Linked DNA regions of Sus scrofa: region 2 is linked to region 1. Evidence: chromatin contacts called from public HiChIP or PLAC-seq data. All regions are on one chromosome and are shown on one strand. The core of a region is the stretch at or near the end of the contact, and the rest is flanking DNA. Distances in the headings are between cores, read along the strand shown.

Region 1 (4,476 bases), core at 1,487-3,986:
GAGGGATTTATTTTCCCTTATAATAAAAACAAATCCAGAAGTGGGCAGTCCATAGTTGATAAGCTGGCCTTCTAAAGCAATTATGAACCTAAACCCTTCTGGCTTCCTATGCTATTAATAGCGTGTAGAGCTTTTGTTATTGTGGTTGAAATACTGCTATTCCACCTCTAGCATTGTGTTGCTGTTCTGGGTACAGATCCAATGATTACTAGGAAACTTTGAACCTCTCCTAGCAATATCCACTTTCATTTTGTTGACAGGTCACATGGATAACCTGGTTTATAGGAGACTGAGGAAGTAAATTACTTTTAATTGGATACACTGTCGCCCTGAAAAAAATCAGAGCTCCCATAGTAAGAAAGAAAGTATTTGGTTTAAAAAACCAGCAGTGTCCAGCTACCCTGCTCCAAGGAGCTTTGATACATGTTACTGAATACTACACCAGACAGACCACAAGATTTGTCTATTTCACATGGGAGAATCTGGTTGTCTTGAATCACACATATAAAGTGCATTTTTCAAAGTAATCACAACTTTCTTTTTTCTAGCTGATAATGTTGAAGAACTGGCTGACATTAATGTCACTTCTAGGAATTTGTTTAAGGTGATAGTTGCACAGCTGTGCAAAGGTACATGCATTAAAAAGATCATCACAGAGTTCTTTAAAATTGTAAACATTTGAAAAAAACAGAAATGAATTGATAGAATACTAGTTAGATAAATGACTACATCCACTTAACAGACACTACACAACTTTTTAAAATGATATTGTTCATGACAGTATTCAGTGAGAAAAGAACCATGTGCATTATAAAATCCAGTTTATCATATATCATATTTATATGTCTTGGTGTTTTTTATTTTTAAGAGATATCTGAAAGAGTATAACATGAACTTTTTAAAAAAATGGTTACCTCTGGATTGTGGGATTTGGAAAGTTTTTTTTTTTTTTGTATTTGCTTAAATAAGTATGCATTGTTCTCATGGAAATAATGGCCATTTTCAAAAATATCCAAAAGGGTAGAAGGAGCTGATTTGACCTGGTATTATTTGTATCAACATAGCTTCTTGCCAGTAATTTTCTTTTTCCACTGCACCTGTAGCAAAGGGATGTTCCCAGCCCAGGGACTGAATCCAAGACACAAGTTTCAACTCATGCCATAGCTGTGGCTAAACACAGTGGATCCTTAATGCACTGCACCACAGTGGGGACTTCTACCAGTAATTTTCTTAGATGTGCTATAGCTGAACTTATCCTTGGAAGAGTTTCTTATTTTTGCTTATCTGCAAATATTTTCTGTATTCATTATAAATTTCACTAAAATTGAAATAAGACCCTTGGGGCATTTTGTCTTGTTTTGCTTTCCATTTGGAACACTCTGACCTCTGAAGGGTCTCTTTTCCTGCTACATAGTGGCTGTAGAAGGGAATATGGGAGGCTGGGCGATAATTACAAGTTGAGGAAGAGAAAAGAGGGTGGAGGTAAGGATATAAGAGAGAAGTCTGGAGGCATGAGCCAGAGAAACAGCACTAACCTGGACGTCAGATACTTGCACTTCTCTTCTAGATCAGGCTTTTCAGTTTATTTTTCTGACCTCAGCTTTCTCATCTGAAAAATGAGAGGTATGGGTAAGAATCACTAGATGTTTTAAAATTCTTTTGGAAGATTCTTTGGGATCTTATAGTGGCACATCCCGGTAAACTGCACTAAAGCTGAATCTGAACAAATTAAAGGAGGGGAAAACAACCATACCTTACTAAATGTTGTTATTATTTCTCCCAAGCACATTAAGTAACTTGCCAAGTTTACCGAGCTAATAGGTGGAGGGTTCAAGATTGAGGCCACAGCCCCTAGGCAGTAAAGAACTACTGAGAAGGGCATTAAAGGAAGCAAGTTTGCTTTCTCACCCTCAAGCCAGGCCTTGTAGATGATGATTAACACCAATTAAACCCAGACATTACCCCCACCTGCTGATTGCTGTGGGGCAGCCTCAATCGCTCCAGGGCTCCTCCCTCTAAACCCAAAACAGTTTTCCGATACAAAATCCCTTTACAAACTAAAAAGTGACGGGGGGTGGGGAGCGGGGGTTGCTGGTAAAGCTCCCAAGAATTCCAGCCACTGCCTGATAGCACTGAAGTAATGACGGAACTAAAGACCACGTGTGTATGTATGCAGGCTTCGTAGTATCACTAAGTTGGTTTTCAGCCCTTCCTAGTTCACATACCTGGTTATCCAACACCCGTTTGTATACCTCATCTTGTTGTACTTCCTTTTAATAAGGCCAGAGATACAGACTAAGGACAGTCGGGAGAAGGGATAAAAGCAGTAAAAAGAAAGGGTTAAGAGCAGGCTAGAGGCCCTAAGACTCCTGCAGGGTAAGAGCCTGCCCCTCAGACAAAGGTCCCTCAGGTATCCGCAGCCTCAGTTCCTGCTGCTTTAATTCTTTCAAAGGTCCGGAAGCCACTGCAAGACCCTATAGCAGAACGAGGAAGGCTGAGGCCACCCGTAAGGAGCGGATAGAGGGCTGCGACTATTGCTCGCAGAAAACCCGACTTCCCAGACCCCTTCGCACAGGGCGGGGCGTGCGCTCGGTGGCCTATCCCCACGCCAGCACGTCGCCGTAGCCCCGCCTCTCCCTGCCCCCTCGCTCCGCCCTTCCCTGGGGCTGGTGCGGCAGCGGCGACGTCAGAGCTCGGAGACCCCTGGGTGGCGGCTGCGCCGTCGGCGGGCCGCGGCCTGGACGCGCTGCGGGGAGGGGCGGAGCGAGCGGGCGGGAGCGAGCGCTGGGCCCGCCTCGGCCGCCGCCGCTGCCGCCGCCGCCGCCGGGGAATAATCTGGGCGGCAGCGGGCGGCCCCAGCTAGCAGCCACGAGCCACTTCTGCGGCTGCCGAGAAGAGCGAAGGTCGCCGGTCTCGTGGCGTCCCCCTCTCTGCCCCCCAGGAGGGGCGAGAGGGAGAGGAGGCTGATGTCAGGTACGGCTGGCGGAGGCGCCCTTAGGCTGCGGGTCCAAGGTCTCTGTTCCCCTCGCCCTCCCCCTCTCGGAGTGTGCGTGTGGGGGGAGCGTGGAGGGTGAACCCAGCCCCCAGCGCCACCAAACAGGTGTCTCGGAGTCGCCGCCGGGGCTGGGCAAGTGCGGGCTCCGGAGGGAGGCACGGGGCACTTCCTGCTCCCCGCGCCTCTGCGAACTGCCATTGGGGCCGCCTGCCCTCCGGGCCGCTATTTTGTTGACAAGTAGCCTCCTCTGGGTCGTGGATTCTTCCTTTTTGCCCTCTCGCTCGCCTCGTTTCCTCGCGCGCTGCCTGCCGTCGGGTGGCGACGGTGAGGCGCCGACTGCGCTGGAGGATCGCGCGGCTGGACCATTTAGCGGTCCTGCCCCGCGGGTCCCGCCCCGCCCCCGCGGACCGGCGGGCACTCAGGTGTGGGCACCTTCCGTGAAAGCCGCCGGGCAGCCTCACCGCCCCAGCGCCCAGCGAGCCGGCGCCTTCCGCAGGTGCCGGGGGACTTCCTCGGGGCTCTCTTGGATCATCAGGTTTGTCTGTGGCTGACTGGGTCTTTTAAATTTCCCTGCCTCTGGCGGAATGAACCAGGCAGGTGTGTGTTTAGGTACTTGATGCGTGGAGGACGGACGAGCAAAGGAGTTTTTTCCTTCCACTCTCCATTCTCCTACAAGGTGTGCTGAGATTAGTAGGTGCTGACAAAAGGACCTTATAACTCTAAATTAAAATAAATTGTATATTCAAAAAAGAGCGAAATTTAGGAGTGGTTATTCTTCCCCAGCTCTTACCTTCTCCCTTTATTTTTTTAAATGACAAAACAGCTTACGCTTTGGAGAAGTTGACTAGGTTTATAATCTAGTTCTCTTAATTCTTTGTGGTTATTTTTAAAGCCTTTCGGAGTGAAACCTAGAATCCTAACCGTGAATTGATTTCATCGTGCTTTTAAAAGTTAGTTATAAAGTTAGAACTTTAGTGCATCAGAGTGAGTAATTAGGCCGTTGTGACAGAAATATCTTCATTTACTAAAAGTTGGGCGTTTAACATAGATAGCTCTACCTCTGTGCCAGGAAAAAGTGTTGTGCAGGATTTCAAGTTACTTAATCCTGATATTACTTTAGACAGTGGGAATCTGAGTTTTTAGGACGTCTAACTTTTTGCAACTTTCCACAATGTTATCAGATAATTATCAAATGAGCCTTATGCACATGATGCTGTGTGTTCGAAGTATTATGTATAGTAATTATTTTGTTTTCTATCAGCCTTAGTGTGTATTGATGCACAGTTTAATTGAATGTAAAGTTTCAAGTTACCAAACAGTTAACTCTTTTTGTCATATGTTAAGTAAAACAGTGATTTAGTGAGGAAAGTATGACTCATTTAAAATTCTTCACAGGAAAATAATATGGTTTTTTTGTACTAGTGGAGAACTGTTAAATGTCTGTTAAGTTTGCCTGGAATTTGTGTTTTTCTGTATCTTTT
Region 2 (4,650 bases), core at 296-2,795, 260 kb after region 1:
AAGGATCTGGCATTGTCACTGCTGTGGACAGGTCACTGATTGGTAGGTTAGATCCCTGGCCCAGGAATTTCTGTATGCTATGATCATGGCTAAACAAACAGTGTGTGTGTGTACGCATATAAATACTCAGCATATTTAGCACTTAGCACATTTGTGTAACACATCAAAACCATGTAACAAATAGCAGCTAATATCACTATATTATTACTTTTTTTTTTTTTTTTGTCTTTTTAGGGTCACTCCCACAGCATGTGGAGGTTCCCAGGCTAGGGACTGAATCAGAGCTGCAGCTGCCAGCCTATACCACAGCCACTGCAACCCCAGATCCAAGCTACATCTGCAACCTACACCACAGCTCATGGCAAAGCCAGATCCTTAACCCACTGAGTGAGGCCGGGGATCAAATCTGTGTCCTTTTGGATACTAGTCAGATTCATTTCCACTGAGCCACAATGGGAACTGCATTATTACATTTTGTATCTCTTGCTTATGTATATGTTATGTTTCTGTATATGTGATATGTATATTCATCTTAGGCCATATCTTATATTCTCCGAATACTCAAATTCTCATAATAATCATGGCAATAGCAGCAGAATAATGATGAATTTTAATCCTCAGCATGGCTTGCCAGATTCCACATGCCTTCAGAATGAGCTATGGAAATTGTGAAGGGTAAAATAAGGATTTGTTTGTTTGTTTGTTTGTTTTTTGCTTTTTAGAACCACACCCACGGCACATGGAGGTTCCCAGGCTAGGGGTCCAATTGGAGTTGTAGCTGCTGGCCTATACCACAGCCACAGCAACACAGGATCAGAGCTGCGTCTGCAACCTACACCACAGCTCAGGCCATTGCTGGATCCTAACCCACTGAGAAGGCCAGGGATCAAACCTGTATCCTCATGGATGCTAGTCAGATTCGAAAACTGCTGCGCCACAACGGGAACGTCCCATTTATATATTTAACAGATTTATTGAGCACCTATTGTGTCCCAAACTGGGGATTCAGTAATAAAAAAGAAAAAAAGGGAACAGAGTCCTTGCGCCAGTGGAGTAGCATTGTCCAATAGAAATACAAAGCAAGATGTATAGTTATAATTTTAGTAATAGCCACATTTGCAACATTAAGAGAAACAGATAAATACAATTCTAATAACATGTTTACTTACTCTAATACATCTGAAATTTTATCATTTTGATATGTAGTCAATATACAAATATATTGACCATATAGTTTACATTCTTTTTCTTTGTCCCCATTTTTGTAATCAAGTGTGTGTAGTACATGTCTAGCTTACCTCAATTCATACTAGCCACATATCAAATATTCAGTAACAACGTGTGGCTAGTGGCTGCCATATTGGCAGTGTGTTTCTAGAGGGTATAGTAAGATGAAAAGTAATTTAAAAAACATGCAAGTTGGGAATATTGGTAAAAGCAAGGAAATAAACAGGCTTCTTTTAAATAACTGGGTAACAGGGGTGAGGTAGACATACTTTATTTACATTCAGGAAATGGTTTTTGAGGAAGTAGCTTTTGAGCTGTGATCTGAAAGAGCCAGCCACAAAACAAAAGAGGGGAAGTAAAGTTTTCTGAAATCCTCCTAATGCTGTATAACATGGCAGGCAATAATGTTCTCAAAGAATCACTCTGTGCTATAAGAGTATCTCCGATGCTAATAAACAAAAAAATAGAAAGCATCATCATTAAACTAAGAGTTTGGTTTTTCTTAACAAGAGTTAAGCATCAGACTGCTTTCTGAATAAATATTCTAATCTGGTTTAAAAACAGATGAAACATGCATAATCTGTATTGCATTTGGGTAGACGTGAAATTTAGCATAATATTAACATAAATGCTTCTAAGCAGCTTTGAGAACTCACCTTTGGACCTTGTACTCCAACTCCCACTGGTCCTCTAGGACCTGTAGGTCCTATCTGGCCTACTTCTCCCTAGTGAGGAAAGAGTGAAGCGTATTTGACCATAGCAGCAAAGTAAAAATAAAATATACCTACCTTTGATTGCCTAAGAGCAAAACACGGCAACGGAATAAAACTAAGTTTCATATGCTCCATTCACACATGTGTATGTAGGTGTGTGTATAGCTATACATCTACGCAAATATATATTTCAGGCAATTATTTATTTTTAATTTTAGATATATTTCATATATACCTAAAGCTTCATCTATCTATCCGTCTATCTATGGTCTGGCTTAAAATATAAGCTCTGTAGCATATTCAAAATTTACTTTGAGAAGTCTCAAAGGAGGGCACCTAGAAAAGATAAGCAGTTATATTCCAGAACAACTAAAACTGACACATGAGAAGCCAAGGTTCTGCTGATCAAAAGCTATATCATAATCAGAGAAAACAAACTGAGCTTTTAACATTGAGCTTGAATCAGAAACCTCAAGGACAATAACTGTATTCTATTAAGCTACTTCTCACATGGGGCTCTCAAAGGAATCTACTAAAAGATAGGTGTCCTCAGAGAAAGATTTATTTAACAATGATTGGCAATGCTTTGAAGCACCATTAAGGACAGGTGGTTAAATAGTATGTGTCATGTCTTTCTCCAAGGGATAAATAGTTCTACTTTAGAAGACAATTTGATTCTCCATTTCATAGAAAAAAAAATTGTTAGGTTATTGCTGATTCCATGTCTTTAACTAAATGTTTTAGTTGATGGACCTATGGTGGGAAAGTTGGTGAGAATGAAAACTAGCCAACCCACAAGGAACCTCTTCAGATATTACTGCTTGAGTTGCTGGAATAGGATCTCATAAGTAAAAGTAATGAAAACAGTCATTAAGATAGAGTAAACACAGTCTGCTCCCATTGTTAGCTGCCAGTTCTGCATCCGTGGATTTGAAACGGACTCCCCATAAAATTGAGTTCCTCTGTGGAGTTCGTGATTAACTTCTCCATCCAACAACTTTATTCCCTTCTTGGCCTGTTCCTGTTCCCCTTAGGATTGAGGCGTATCAAAGAAAAGGGGGGTTGAGCAGGATCCTGGGGGCCCTCCTGTATACAAAACCCCTCTATTTTCCTGTTTCTTATTCTCGGAAAAGGATTTTAGTCTCCTAGGCCTTCCTGGAGTTCCAAAGAACAGGCCTAGGCAGTTAGTAATTAGGGAAGTGAGGGAATGCAGAAACTAAGGGAATGCAATTAAATAAGAAAAGTAGTGACAACAGTTCGGTGATTAACAGAGCCCTAGTTCCTCCTTAAGGGAGAGACAAAACAATCTGAGGATATCTCTGAGTTGTTCTTTAGGAACGAAGATCCCCCTCCCTGCCTGCCTCTTGTTTGTAGAAGAAGCTTGGCATCTCTGACTCCATGTTGCAACTACCTCTTCTTCTGCTTTAACCTCTGACTCCTAAGCCTCTGCTTAGTCCTGCACGCAGTCATGTTAATCACTAAAGGAATTCTCCTCACAGGTTAAGATTTGTGCAAATAGTCCCTTACCCAAAAGAAAGTTGTCTCCCATGAGGAGATAAGAAAGTATGAATAGAAACAAGGATTGTCCTGTTAAGATCTTTAGGAATATCATGACCTGGTCAATTAAAGTCAACTGACCAAGAGCAAAATGTTTTCACAACCCTCTTCGGACCCTTGCTGGCGCCCACATATCTGAGGTTGTCTGTCACTTCTTGATCTTAACTCCCTCTTGCTTCCACTTCTTTACCACAAGAAAAGTTTGAATTCTACCCCAAATTAAGATGGTTCTTTAGGACAATAGTGAGCCATCTCCTTGGTTTGCTGGCTTTCCAAATGAAGTGACTTTTCCTCACCCCAACACCTTGTCTCTTGACTTATTGGCCAGTTGTGCAGCAAGCCATAGGAGCTTGGACTCAGTTATAGATTCAATCAACCTTGGATGGAAAACATTCTAGAAAGTTCCAAAACCAAAACCTGAATTTGCTACATGCCAGCAACTTTTCGCATAGATAGCATTTACATGGTATTTGGTATTAGACATTATCTAGATATGATTTTTTAAGTATAAGAGGATGTGAGTAGGTTATATGCAAATCCTAAACCATTTATATAAGGGACTTGAGCATCCTCAGTTTTTGGTGTGTAGGGCGGGATGGGAGATCTAAAATTAATCTTCCAGCAAATACCAAGGGACAAATTTGAAAGCTTCTAAGAGCATAAAGAATACATATTACATTTTCTAAACCATTAGGAATATTGGTAACACTCTGCATTAAATCTAGATCTCTGACTTTAAAGTTCATCTCCTCTGCTACCTTCCAAATGCACTAACAACTGACCAGAAAACAGCAATTAAAATACAGATCAATTAAACTCTTCTCTCATTTAGAAAGTTACCTTGGGACCAGGTAAGCCTTGTCCTGGGGGCCCTTGTGGACCAGGTGGACCAATAGGACCTTGGATTCCCTTTAAAAATAAAATTTAAAAAATAATATTAGGTAAATTAAGAAATTTAGATAAGATTAGTTTCAAATCCTCGAAAGTACAGGTTCATTCACATGCCATAATTGATTACTTATAGCCAATTAATACTTGTTGAATGACAAGGCAGAGGCTGCTAGTTGAACCATAATATGCATTCTACCTTTTTTCTATAGTAAGAGAAACTTTAGCTGGCTTGCATGGCTACCCACAATAAAGAACCTGTTTT

The links. HiChIP or PLAC-seq counts read pairs in DNA pulled down with a chosen protein or histone mark.
Region 2: a contact with region 1 is called in an H3K27ac HiChIP or PLAC-seq map of alveolar macrophages, with 6 times the contacts expected there. The contact joins the enhancer-like site here to the promoter of C1GALT1 in region 1. A contact is called at or near these places in 2 of 5 promoter capture datasets (both in liver), 8 of 47 Hi-C or Micro-C datasets (embryonic fibroblasts, heart right ventricle, liver and 4 more) and 2 of 2 datasets of contacts at active chromatin or transcription factors (alveolar macrophages and skeletal muscle).

Annotation. Positions count from the first base shown.
Region 1 is chr9:77,506,606-77,511,081 of Sscrofa11.1, forward strand. C1GALT1 (glycoprotein-N-acetylgalactosamine 3-beta-galactosyltransferase 1) reads left to right here and starts at 2,737. Exons shown (of 5, transcript XM_021063389.1): 1 at 2,737-2,973. It overlaps LOC102161092 (a long non-coding RNA gene), which reads right to left and starts at 2,639. Exons shown (of 6, transcript XR_002335827.1): 1 at 2,226-2,639; 2 at 1,536-1,609.
Region 2 is chr9:77,762,831-77,767,480 of Sscrofa11.1, forward strand. It overlaps COL28A1 (collagen alpha-1(XXVIII) chain), which reads right to left. Exons shown (of 35, transcript XM_021063396.1): 17 at 4,338-4,406; 18 at 1,884-1,952. The region is part of intron 2 of LOC110255476 (a long non-coding RNA gene); the gene reads left to right. Among named protein-coding and RNA genes, the nearest start is that of COL28A1, 77 kb to the right of the region's middle. Within about 2 kb of position 1,546, at least 2 of the 83 cell types and tissues checked have an H3K27ac peak or open chromatin away from gene starts, as enhancers often do. A contact at or near this core is called in alveolar macrophages, where this site is marked.